Regions from separate parts of the Zea mays genome. Here region 2 is linked to region 1. The links are chromatin contacts, called in public Hi-C maps. All regions are on one chromosome and are shown on one strand. The core of a region is the stretch at or near the end of the contact, and the rest is flanking DNA. Distances in the headings are between cores, read along the strand shown. Region 1 holds the start of LOC100272679. Region 2 holds the start of LOC100282338 (DNA-directed RNA polymerase II 16 kDa polypeptide).

Region 1 (7,086 bases), core at 3,418-5,917:
GATCTTTGACCAATTGACCTAAACTTTGATCGAAATGCATATGATCTTTTGCGATCTTCTATCTAAAATGCACATCATCTTTTCCCAAAAAAATGCATGTAATCTTTGATGCTGTCATTGACCAACATGCAGTCATCAAACTATACTCAGTACTCAACAACAAGACCTTAGAATAGAAGCATTCAAATTTCCTATAGCCCCTGACATGATAATTCAACCGGCCGTTTTAAACTGTAGTTCATCGGTATGCAAAAATTGATGTCCAGTTGCTTTCTCTACAGATCAGTCTAAGCTTTTGTTTACAGGAAATATGAGTGCAACACAAACAATCAGAATTGGCAGCTGCATGTCTCTCTAAATGGTGTCAGGGACTACTAGAGCTGTGTTCTTTAACATTTTCCAACCTGTCGCCTGTTTTGCTTTTTGCGAAACAACGACCTGCCCCCGGCATGTCATAGCTCATCATCAATCTGGATGGTAGCACTGGAATGAAAAGGAAACAGAGAGCATACTTTAGAGCAGCTACATTAGGAGAAAAGTGTGCGTGATATGTGAATGTAAAAACATTATGCACTGTTGTTTTACAAGTGTGTTAAAGAATCTAACAGATGACATGGCATTGTGATAAAATGTTGTTTCGAAAATTAGGCTGGAAGGAAAGGATTATTTTGTTTGAAATGCCACAATAACACGCATGCTCACTGAAAATCTTTATATGCAGGCACAAAAGGCCATTATCAGGTATGACATACCTTGTAGATCGGCAGTGTTTGCTAATATCTTCACAAAGGGCCTTGCTTACATATTCTGATTCTGTGGAGGTTGTTTTGATCCACTCAGAGAGCTGCGGGTGAACCAGAAAAAACGAATCAAAATTCATATAAGATCATGTTCTGACTAAGTGACATGAAAACCATATAATTCAAAAAATAGAACACGGCTATTAAGCATGCTAAAGATTAGGTTTTACTCCGTATATGCTAAAACAAAAGTGCAGTCAATTCCACCCAACAAGCCTACCTCATCCTCCGTTTCCTCCAGTAGCCTGTGTAGCAAGTGAAGCTGGTTAGCTCATTCAATCAAACAGTTGGTATAATTATTACATAAATCGCAGAAAGTCGTGTTATCTTTACACAACCAATAAAGTTATGCTTTAAAGCACACGGTGCCTGAAGAGTTTGTTTAGCCATGCGGGCATGCGGCCATGCCTTCAAGTCCAGTAAACAAGAGCGAAAAATAAAAGGTGAAAAAATAATAATCAGCAACTAGGAAAAGGCATGCATGATTGTATGAACAAACATGTTTTGGAAGGGAGGGGATGTAACTGCCCAAGACACATACAAATTTTGCATCCACGCAAATGAGAACAAGATTATGTGTATAGTGTATGTTCTTCCAGCTAAAATATTTAAAAAAAAAACTGAACATTCGGAACAATATATGATGCCTACTCTAAGTCAAATTTTAAAATTACTGGAAAATCATGTACCTTCCACAGAAGGTGGACAATTTTTTGGAGTGAGCTCTTGCTGCTGCCTTATTTTCTGCCAAAAGAACGAGATAAACAATAAAGTGTCAGGTATTAGAAACAGCCCTTATAGACAGATAGATGTTTTATTACAGTGAAGCAAATCAAACGCAAAGGTCGTGCTTGTTCTTTGCTTGTTAAAAAATACTCGGACTGGGAGGGAAAGACCACCCTCCCGGTATATATTAAGAAGAGACCAAAACATGGTCCCGACTGAGAAAATCCCCGAACTCTGGCCCTCATCACTAGCATGCCGTCACCGCCCACTCTGCAACGGTCCAACCGGAAGGTGGCGCCCAGGACGTAATCCGGGCGGGGCACAGCGAGGAGATTATTTTAACCAAGTCCGAATTCGCCACCGAGGAGGATCGAACCAAGGACCTAGAGGTGCTACTCGAAAGCCTTAACCATTACGCTAGAGGTCCTTTCGCATTCTTTGCTTGTTAAGCATTCAGCATTGTGTGTTTTACCATAAGAAAATGCCAAGTTCATTTCCTTGTCAGGGATCAATTTATAAAACAATTTTTTTCTGTAATATTCTCCAAGATTATATATTCACATCATTGAATCTGAATCGCCTGTAAAAGTCTATTGTGTAACGACATTTAGTAACTATAACAAACACAGTTATAACCCTGGTGCCTGCATTTTCTGTGATGATACATGTAAGAGAACGGTTAAGCATACAGAATCACAGAATGCATTAGCATAATTATGAAACTATGGATTAACATTGCAATTCGGGCTCTCAGTTTCAATATAGTAACAGGCCATTTGAAGAGTAAACAAGTGTCATGGGTGCGCGCCAAAAGCGAGAGGCCGCAGGGGGCGCTGGCAGCAGCGCGCGCAAGGAAGGCACGGGCGCTGGCAGCGCCCCCTGCGGCCTCTCGCTTTTGGCGCGCATGGGTGCGGCCCCACATGAGTGACCGCTCCCTATGATGCCCATGACAACAAGAGCCATAAAACTGGTAAAAATTACCAGTTTGAAAGCTATTCCAGTCTGTTACTTTAACCCATCCCTTTTCGCCTGATTCCAACTGCATACAAAAAACATGTTAGGTAGCTAAATGTTTAGCGTATTCAAAGTGCGCTAAAAAGTGAAAAAACAGTTCATATTTATGGCATGTTTATAACACTTGATACATAGAAAAGGGATGCAGCACCAATAAGATAGTGTCAAGTGCAAATTATAAAACAATTATAAATCTTTAATCCCTGCCTTCTTTAAGGTATAATCTTGCATCTTATCGCATAGGCCATCCAGAAGTTCCACAACCCGAAGCTCACTGACCCTGCACCATGTATACAGAACAAAGTACATAACATGACAAAAGTAAGCAACAAAATATGTCGATAAATTGCTATAAGTATGTGAGGCCAAACGATGTGTGTCAAGATCAAAGGGTCTCCATGTGGAATGTTAAATCATGAATTGTTCCACTAAATATTTTCCCAATATGCATCGCTTTTGTCACTAAAAATAAGTATGTGATCATGCTGTTTTTTTACCTATAATCAATGACCTTCCCCTCCCTCTGGCCTTTAGAATTTAAGCGGTTGCGCAAGTCCAAGTGATTTCTCGGCTTCTCCTGCATTAGAGGATCCAGGAATAAAAAATATGATCAAATGGTGCCAACACCAAGAAACTAATATGGTAATATGCTGCTAAGATTATGGAATGATTGCTTTGTCAATTGTTAAAAAAAATACTTCCGTACTTGAGAAGTATAATAAATGTACTATTTAATAGAAATAAAACCGTAATCAGCATTGCAAAAAAATGGTTGGAAACTAAGAGTCACTAATGCCGTGTTTGGTTCCGCCCCAGTTAGCTGAAAGTATTACGTAGCATTGGGGTGTTTGGTTCTCTAGATAATGAACTAGCTAATACAAACAAAAGGACATGAGTACCCTTTTTATTTGGCGCCACCAGTGAAAATCATGGTTATACGGGTCAATTACCCAATATTATCTGTCATTAGCTGAGGTTAAAAAAAGATAATAAGTTAAAGAAATCAGGAGTCTAGCTAAAGTTTATCTAGTTCATTATTTAGACAATTGGTTTCAAGGTAGCTAAAGTTTAACGAATACTACCTCCGTTCTCGAATATTTGTCGCTCGCTAGTTCATTTTTGAACTAAACCGTGACAAATAAAAAGAACATAGGGGTACTGATTATCTGGATGTAACCAAACAAAGCCTAAATTAAAGGCAACTGAAAGAGAAGTTGTAGATTCACTTACACTCGAAATTCCAATCTCTAGCTCCGCCTGGAAAGAAGATGAAGAGGCACGTCAGAAAGCGTGTGTCTCAAATTGCTGGGACAAAATTGAAACATATGAAACACAGATCTCATTTGCTGGCAGTAGGTAGGCACTTCCATATGCGGATATGCCACTTGAACCCAAATTGAGTCTTTCATACAGAATGGCGTATTTCCCACTACTCAGTGCAGCATCGCGCGAATCTATCCAGCGATTTCAAGTTACCGACACGATGGTGCTTGCCAGGTTTGACTCCAGCAGCATCGAAATTACAGAGAGAACGCTAAGATCCGAACTCGAGGTACATATATAGGGAAGCGGAAGAGGGAACTCACAGCAACGGCCTTGCAGGCGGCGCACTTGTCTCCGATGGCGGATGCAGGGATGACGACCTCCGCAAGGATGGCGGCGAGGAGAAGGAAGGCGCCGGATCTGTAGATTGCAGATCTCGGCTCCATCTCCGGCGGTCTCGTCTCCGGTCTCCCTCCCGATTTCCAGTCTCCGCTTCCGCGTGAGGGGTGGTCGTTTTACAGATGTGGCCTCGAGATCCTGTACATGTTCAAACACGTCCGTACTATTTCAGCTGCTACAGAAGTTTCCGGAACTGCGGTGTCTTCAACTCTTCAACAAGACAACAAGGGCCTCTAAGAGCAACTTCAATAGTTCTCTAAACAACTCTCTAAATCTTAAATTTAAGAAATGAACAGAAAAATGCTTCTCCAATGGTTCTCTAAATAGACTTGCTAAATTTACTTAGTTGCTATTCAACTCTATTTACTCTCCACATTTAGCAACTCGGTAGGAACTCCGTAAATGCAGTTGACGTCAATTTCTTCATACTAGCGTGATTATTTTTCTCTTTCCCACCCAGTAAGATAGCCAGGTATAGCACGCTCTTTTTTCATTTTCTAGCATAATGAGGTAGCTAGGTCAAACACGCATGACACAAGTTTATCCTTCACCGTCGAACCTAACTTCCTCATAGGTTACGCCACCGGACCACCACTCATCCATAGTTTATATCGACGACCTTTTTTCTTCCGCCCTCACATCCTCTGCTCTCAACCTTATTATCAGACAGATCTCATAAGGGCAGGGCCACTAAAGATAGATTCGAAATCGAACTACTTTGTAAATATGAGCAACTATTGGAGACTAAGTTATTTTTTACTTCCAATAGCTATTTAGCAACTTGCTAAACATGATTTTGGCAAGCTATTTTTTAGAGAACTACTGGAGTTGCTCTAAATTTAGAGGTTCACACCCTCCTGCAAATATTCGATATTGTGGTCTCTAAAATTTAGTGTTCCAAATGGCATCAGCTAAGAACATCTCTAAAAGCTCCCTAAAAATAACTATCAACATGTTTTAAGTATCATCCTATAATCTATAAAGAATAGATTTTAATATGTTCTCCAACGGTCACCTTAAAAGTATATATAGAAATTTTAAACTACGTTAAACCAACCTTGGACCTATGTTGATCAAACATAGTATTGTCATTTTCCATAGTCAGTCCAGCCGCTTCATTCATCTACGTGCTATCAAGGTATGATTTTCTATTCAATTGACATGTCTCAGTCACTTGTAGGCATAGTGATCAATGCATATGGTGACGTTGGGACAGTGGAAGAGGTGGGCTGCAGCAACCATGTGCACGGGAAGCGGTAAAAAGGGTAAAATCAACTCAACTTGGCGGCGACTCGCCCAGAAAAATTCCTGTTTCTAGCTATAAATGAGTGACTTTTAAGAGAAATTAAAAAAATAGGGCTAATTCAAGGGGAACTGTTTTTACGTTTTCCAAAAAAAAATAATTTAGAAGAGACTTATAGAAACCTTTTAGATATCTCTAAATGTGGCCACTCGATACCTACTCTCACGCCATTTCAACGACATACTACATTACTATTGCATTTTTTATTTCTCGTAAAGGAATGTGGTATACTTAACATGATTACTAACTAAGTGAGTACACGTGCGTTGCAACGAGAACATATTATACCATGATAACTTATATACAACACTAGGTGTATGTCCGTATGTTGCTACGGACTCAACATGTACTGGTAAGATGCAATGAGATGTATAAGCACTATGATAAAATACATTGATATGCAAAACAATTATTGTTATTCTATACTTTTGTTAGTTACATACCTAAAAAATATAGTACAATGGTTGTGCGTTGCAATGACACACAAATTCGATAAAATGTTAATGTACAATAACTGCACAAAAAACGAATAGCGTACATTATTATAGATCTAAATTTTTCACATCCTATTTTTATATCAGACTTCCATCTTATTAATATTTTGTTAGACGAGAAACAGACATGTTAAGAAAACTTGGTCCAAAACCTCTATAAAAGCCCCTCCAGCCATCTTCATCAAACAACGGCAAGCAACAGTCTGGTAGTTTTCATGACTGAAGGCCTACTCTTACCATAGTTGTCCATAACCTGAAATCACATGAAAATAATAAAACACCCGGTGATGGAATTCTCACAATTACCATGCATGATAATAGTTCCTTCTATGACTGTAGTTAGCTACTTAGTTGTACTAACTTTAAGTTCGGGTACATACCTATGTAACAAAGGTGATATGATAAACAACCAACTTCTGCAAAGATCAAGAAAGCGTAGATGTAATGCTCCAAGATGGATCACCTTTTTTCAAATACCGAAAAAGGAAAAAAACAAAGTATATTGGTGCAAAGAGCATAATAAAGGTGCGCTAAGATACGCATAATCGCACAGTATGTTCTAGGATCAATGCACTTCAATAGTCATGTTAACGATGGGGAAAGTCATGGAATGACAAACATACATTTATCAATAGGTTCAATACAAGTGGACCAATAAATTGAGAAGCATCATTGCCAATCTACAATGTTGAGAGAGAGAGATGATGATGATGATGAGCTACTGAGAATATCACAAAGTGTTTATAATGGGAAAAATATTAAAACTTTAATTAAAAGCCACATCATCTAAAGAGAATGTTCCATAGTTCTTCTAGCACCTCGAGTAGGTAGTATATATAGGAGATGTGCATCAGTACAAACCATGGACCTTTCTTTCGCTCATCCGTGAATTGCTTGCTACAGGGTACGGTGTGCGTAAAGAAACAAAAAACCAGTTTCGACAGACAGACATATACATACAGTTGAGGTGATTTGAATAATAAGGAAGACAAGAAAAAAAATTGATGACAAACATCTTTTTTGTGCACAAAGCAACAAATAAGCATATATGCAATAGCACTAAAACCAAAGATAAACTAATAAACGA
Region 2 (6,262 bases), core at 710-3,209, 140 kb after region 1:
TTGACGAATCTCTCCGTGCAAGCTACAGAGGCTCGACCCCGTCTGCGAGCACTCCCAAGTCAAGGTTTTCAAGAGACCCTGGCCTCGCATCGCGTTCTCCATCCACAAGGCAGGGTTCCACCCCTCCCTGGTGAGTGTTGGTGAGTGTTAGTAAACCTCTTAATGTTATTTCATAAAATGGGTAGGTGGCCCATCCTGTACTGTAACAAATTGTATAATGATGGAAGATAGTAAATGATGAAGTGATGCTTATTTTTCTATTATCTGAGCCACCCTTACCAAAATCAATGTCATGAGCATATCTTTGCATGCTAAGTTCCAACATGTACTTGAATTTTCAATTTCAAAGGCATAGGCATCTGGGCAGAAACAATGGGTTTGGCAAGAACTTCCATGTCACTGTACTGTACTCTAAGGCAGATCGTGCATCTGGTCTTGCAAAAAAATCTCATAAAAGAGTTTGAAATAGGAGGTGGGATGAGGAATGAGATAAGGGAGCTGCTGGAGATAGCCTAATAGTTTGTAGTTTATTTCTTATGTTTGTACTCTTTTCCGCATAGATGTATATAACAAAATGGATCCTATTGTAATAGTTTGCCAAACTGGGGAAACATATATAAATATAGTTTGGGGGAGAGGACCTTTGTCTATTTCCACTCTTTCTCGGCTTCTCTAATCGTCGCTCGCCTGTTTGAGAGTGTTTACCAACATTGGTTGGCTGGGGGGAATTTTGGGAGAAGAAAAGAAAAAGGTAGATGGCAGTATTGTGGAGGACGGTGTGGTGCTTCTCCTTTCATCACGCTAGATGCTAGTGTGTGCCATGGTGGGGAGCCAATCTGAAGCCTCAGGCTGATTTCTGGTTAGTTGTGTGTTCGCCTTTCTGTGGAAGTTTTTGTTGTTGTTGTTGTTGTTGTTGTATCGACCAGATTGAGAGTTGAGTTGTAGTTCACATCAGAAGATCAGGCTTGGCAGTTCATTGGTTTTATGACTTGGATCATGTTCAGTTGCATCTTCTGGCCTTGGATCGTGGAGTCATATTCATATCCTGTACACAGAGATGCAAAATGAAGTGTCCTTATGCTGATAGCTGGATCTGTTAAGGCAGGCAGCAGAGGAAGAGATTCGGATGTAGAATGAGGTGTTGAATGTTTGCATATTGCAGCCTCAATTTTTTTTGTTGTTGATCCATACTCATAAATTTTTGAACGTTGTAGTTCTGATATTTTTGTACTTGCATCCTCAATCCTTGATTCTTCGTTGAACATATTATATTTTCGTGACATGCTTCTATGATCCTGCGATTGCGGGGGTTCGGTTAAAATAACATAATGTATGAACTAGGACTGAAATGTAGCAAGTGTTCTAAGTCAATCTCAGTATAATTTCGGCTTACATTACAGACTAAGTGGTTTGCTATCATTATATCCCTAAAAACAAAGACAAGGCAGAAATCTCTGCCATGGTCCTATACATAAGACCTGTCCAACAGCAAAATAACAAGCACGATGAGATGCTACCTAATTCAGATTCGCACAGGTGTTTGTGTAAAAATACAATTCGATGGCAGAAAATGGAACTGATTTATGACAAAAAAACATTTGGAAATAATTAATCTGATATAGAGCTGTCTACCGAAAACATTCTTTTATAGAGGTTCGCCATATATCCTAGAAAAGACAAGCTTGTTGGCTTGACTTTAATTGGTATATTTTATCTTTATGAATTATAATTAGAACAGTTCGAACAGATGGCTATGGCTTAAAGCCCCAGCGAACAGCTAATCTTATCGGCACCAAAAAGATGCAAGGAACCGAGTTATAGAGACTCGACACTGGCAGCTTACAGGAATTAGGGAAGTAGACTGCTCAATGGATGATGCACAATATCTCACCATCTGGTGATACGTACGATATGATAGGTAGGAAGCAAAAAAAAAAAAAAAAAACTCCTATTCCGAGGCCCAGCTCAGTCCACGCCGAGCATAGCCCAATCTGTAAGTTTGGACCAGAGCCCATGGCGATACGGCCCAGCACATAGGCATAGCCCTCCCGCCGTCATCCTTGGCTTCCCCGCTCCCGTCGCGACTCCAATCGCAATTCGCAATTCCCAGCCCCATTCCCCGTCGGCCGACTCCAGCGAGCGACTTCGCCCCGGTCGGAAGCACCACCAGCCACCAGCGATGTCTGGCGAGGAGGAGGAGAACGCCGCGGAGCTCAAGATCGGCGAAGGTCCATGCTCTTCCGCGCCGCCCTCCTCTCCTCTCCTCCCCTCCCTTCTCAACCACCGTCCAGTCCTTGGGCGCGCGGGCGGGCTAGGGTTTTCGTCCTCCCTCTCGATCTCACTCAGCTCACCCGTAAGCCTGTGGGCGCAGAGTTCCTCAAGGCCAAGTGCCTGATGAACTGCGAGGTGGCGATCATCCTGGAGCACAAGTACGAGCAGATCCAGCAGCACGCGTCGTCGGAGTCGGACCCGTCGTCGCAGGTGTCGCAGGTGTTCGAGAAGTCGCTGCAGTACGTGAAGCGCTTCAGCCGCTACAAGAACCCCGACGCCGTGCGCCAGGTCCGCGAGACGCTGAGCCGCTACGGCCTCGCCGAGTTCGAGCTCTGCACGCTCGGCAACCTCTGCCCCGACACCAGCGGCGAGGCCACCGCGCTCGTCCCCTCCCTCAAGTCCGGCGGCAGGTTCGTCGGCGACCCCGGGGACGAGAAGATCGAGAAGATGCTCAACGACCTCTCCCTCATCAAGAAGTTCGAGTAGAGCGGGAGCCCTCTCTTCTCTTATCTTCTTTTCTCTTGGAGTAGCGAGCATCCAGAGAGGAGGGGAATTCAACATCAAGACGATGTACTGATAAAATTTTACTTGCCTTACACTACTATCGTTGAGGTTCACGTCTGCGTATTGATTAGAACCTTGTTTGATCGATAATCCAATATACTAGTAGTATGTGTGTGGTTGATGATCTGTCTGGAATTCTACACGAGAAGCCTGCAGAGGATGAGGATCCGAGTTGGCCATGCCCTCTGTTCTTCAGCTCGAAATGTACTGATTTCCTTGCTATTGTTAAGGTTCATATTATCTTCATCCGCTTTCCATCTAGTCATGTATACATGAATTAATGGAACCTAATCGCTCGAGCACAGACACGCTTAACCTACGACTACGAACACATGTGTGGTTCAGCTATATCTCAAACTGTTTCTAGTCTGTCTACACAGACACGCTTCCATTGCGTGAATTTTAACTTTGTAGGCCTTCGATGCAAAGCACCCTTCCCCTAGGTCAGTGCTTGGATTATGTTCTGCTCTCTTCGGTTCCTTCGTGCTGTAGGACTCTTTCAAGGCAGAAATGAACGAACATCCAGTATATGTTCTTCAGTTCCTGCTCCTTCATGCTGTAGTACACTCCTTCCCAAATAGAAACCGCAGGCCCAGAACTGAAGACTCGCCGACACATCTTTTTCTTGCCGGTACTCAGGTTGGTGTTCTATGGATTAGTGGAACCTTGTTGGTTAATCAAGTTAATTAACATGTAAACTTAATTACCATTGCTATATCTAGCTCTATCACAGTGCGGACTGTTAGTATAAGCATCAAGTAGAGCACAAATCAAATTCAGTCACAACTAGCATGGAGGTCTCTTGGTGTGAAGTTTATCACATATGTGCACTAGGAATCCAAGCTCGGCCTTGAATTCGGTACATCTGTGACACTTACACAGTAACCACCACAGCACAGGACGCATGGATCTCACACCTTACATACGTGTGTATATATATATATATATAGTTACAACAGCTTACAAGCGACTCATTCTCAACGGGCGACTCATCTTCCATGGGCACTTCATGAGCACCAGTTCCAGCAGCCAAACGACGGCGGCACCCGGCCGGTCCTCCTGATGTGCTCTGCCTGCTCAGCGGTCCTCGCGGCTGCGCGGTTCCGTTTCAGCTCCGCCGTGGCACGCTTCTCGTCTGCGCTGTGCCTCGCCGACGCGAGCTTGGTCATCAGCTTGTCTTGCGCGCGGGCACGCATCCGCTCCACCTCGACCTTGAGGAAAGGAACGCAAAGCACGGGCCATGGTTAAAACTATCGATACCAACAATGCAGTATCCACAAACACAGCTCAGCGCTGCACCCTTTGGGTTTGTATGTTCTTCTGAACCTGAACATCTATGGCAAACTGAACAGAAGAACTGAATCACAGAGTGGTGGCACAGCACAACGAGGCTGCCTCATTTGAGTACAGTAGCCTAGAAACACTTGCCGTCCTGTATTAAGAACAAACAACACTTGGACTACTTGCTACTGTCAAATCCAAATGGATACTGACGCCAACCGCTATGTGCAGGTGCAGTCGAAAACTAGTGTCCTGGCTGTAAGTTATATCTCATGCTAAATTTGAGAATGCATTGCATCTTCATCGGGAGTGTCCAAATGAAATGATAGCCTAGAGAGGGCAATGCCATTGAGTTCAGACGGATAGTAGCCGCAGCAGGTGTGGGATCTAGGCCGCTAACTTTTCGCCTCTGTGTTTTAAACTTTCACAAGTTAAAACTCAAGAGGTGAAAATGCATGTGTGTCTCGGTAACGTGGAGAATCCATCAGGGATCTATCGCCCATCGTTATTAACAGGAAAATTGACAGGAAACAGTCTGCGAACCTCGATTTTCCTCATCTCAGCTTCTATCTGGGCTTTCTGATGGTCCTCCCAAGCCTGGATCTTGATCTCTTCTCGCTTGAATCTGCAGAGCAGAAAAGCACAGGATAATATCAAGTCACCGAGCACGCAGAGGATTCGAACATAGATACTATAAAAGACAATCAGACATAAGCACCTCGCTAAATACTTGGCCTTCTCCGCCTCCTCCCACGCAGCCGCACGGATCGCGGTTATGTTCTGCGTCGACTGGTCCATGGGCACCGGTTTCAGCGAGAGCGAGGCGTCCTTCTCCTCCTCCTTCTTGCTCGCCCATGCCGCGATGCTGGTCTTGCCTAGCTGCGTGCCAAGGAGCATGATCTCCCTCCTGGTTTTGGTCTGCAGCTCCTGCTCGCTCAGCTCCGAGCTGCTGCATTCTCCTCCGTGGCTGATGAAGGAGCCGACTGCGCTGGGGCCACCGAGCGTCCTCCGTGGAGTCGTTGGCTGGGAGCAGTTTGGGCTCGTCGCCCTCACCGGCGTCCCGGTCCGGGACGGCTCTTGGCTTGCGATGGGCGTCATCTCTGTGCCCATGTCCCTCATCGACACTGACCGGACCGTTGTTGGAGGAGGTATGCATGTTGCTGCGCTCTGAAGCGTGGTGGATGCATCATGGCGGTTGAAATTAACTGCATCCAGTGCCACTTTTTTCCAGTTAGAAGAAGAGAGCAAAATCATATCATGAGGGGAAGGCGAAGTGAGCACAGCACAGCCCTTACCAGCTGCTGAAGCAGCAGCCACTGTAGTTTCTACAGCGAGTAGTGTGGTCTTTGTTGGGCAGGGCTCCGCCTCCGGACAGGGGTCGGGCGGGGCCCACCTCGCCGCTTTCTGCCACCCAATCTCTCGCTTCTCCTGGCTCGGATCCATCCTCTTGGTATCTATCTCCTCAGTGGCCTCTACCACGACCTTGGTCGCCGGCAGCGGCAGCCTCCCGATGCCGGAGCCAGGTTTCTCTGTCTTCTTCGGCGCAGGAGCCGCGCCACCCCTGCCAGGGCAGTTCGCCGTCGGGCTGGCGATCCACTTCTGTGCATCGTCCCACTTTGACGGGGCGGGCTTTGAGAATGGAGGGACGACCGACGCCGCCGCCGACGCCGCTGCCCGCCGCTCCTTGTGGAACTCGAAGTTGGATGCCACGCTCTCCGAGTCGCACGAGTCCTCCTCGGGCGGCACCCTGGTCCTAGAACCCGTGGCGACGGGGTGAGCGTCCCGGGGCCGGTGCCCACCCGCTGTCTCCAGCGAGGACGAGAACTCTGAGGTGGTGCTCACCACGTCCACGTCCTTGTATTCTTCGCACGTGGCGCCTCCACCGCCACCACCTACATGAGAAGACAGTGATGCGGCAGGCGGCAGGCGGCAGCCCTATTCAGTCCCAAGCAATGCGCAATGCGGCAGCCCTATCCAGCAAACCCCCACCCCAATAATTCGGAAGGAGGCGAAGGACGAGACAAGATCGGCAGCATCGCGAGGAGTGGAAGAATCGAAACGGGGGCGGAGGGGATGAAGCAGAAGCACCCACCGTCGCCGGCGCCGGATCTGGCGTGGGCCTTCGGCAGGGCGCCGTAGTCGCCGC

Evidence for each region. Hi-C and Micro-C count contacts between places; a contact is called where the count stands out from the background.
Region 2: a contact with region 1 is called in a Hi-C map of leaf, with 6 times the contacts expected there. The contact joins the promoter of LOC100282338 here to the promoter of LOC100272679 in region 1. A contact is called at or near these places in 4 of 25 Hi-C or Micro-C datasets (ear, leaf and tassel).

What each region holds. Positions count from the first base shown.
Region 1 is chr4:248,497,910-248,504,995 of Zm-B73-REFERENCE-NAM-5.0, forward strand. LOC100272679 reads right to left here and starts at 4,668. Exons shown (of 9, transcript NM_001348051.1): 1 at 4,127-4,668; 2 at 3,771-3,797; 3 at 3,038-3,117; 4 at 2,748-2,820; 5 at 2,508-2,565; 6 at 1,490-1,544; 7 at 1,021-1,045; 8 at 753-844; 9 at 97-483. The coding sequence starts at 4,249. The coding sequence ends at 453.
Region 2 is chr4:248,641,395-248,647,656 of Zm-B73-REFERENCE-NAM-5.0, forward strand. It overlaps LOC100282338 (DNA-directed RNA polymerase II 16 kDa polypeptide), which reads left to right and starts at 1,960. Exons shown (of 2, transcript NM_001159480.2): 1 at 1,960-2,228; 2 at 2,372-3,121. The coding sequence starts at 2,180. The coding sequence ends at 2,757. It overlaps LOC103654974 (splicing factor ESS-2 homolog), which reads left to right. Exons shown (of 1, transcript XM_020552964.2): 1 at 1-263. The coding sequence ends at 134. It overlaps LOC100193979, which reads right to left. Exons shown (of 6, transcript NM_001139046.1): 2 at 6,209-6,262; 3 at 5,412-6,008; 4 at 4,835-5,321; 5 at 4,660-4,741; 6 at 3,580-4,046. The coding sequence ends at 3,843.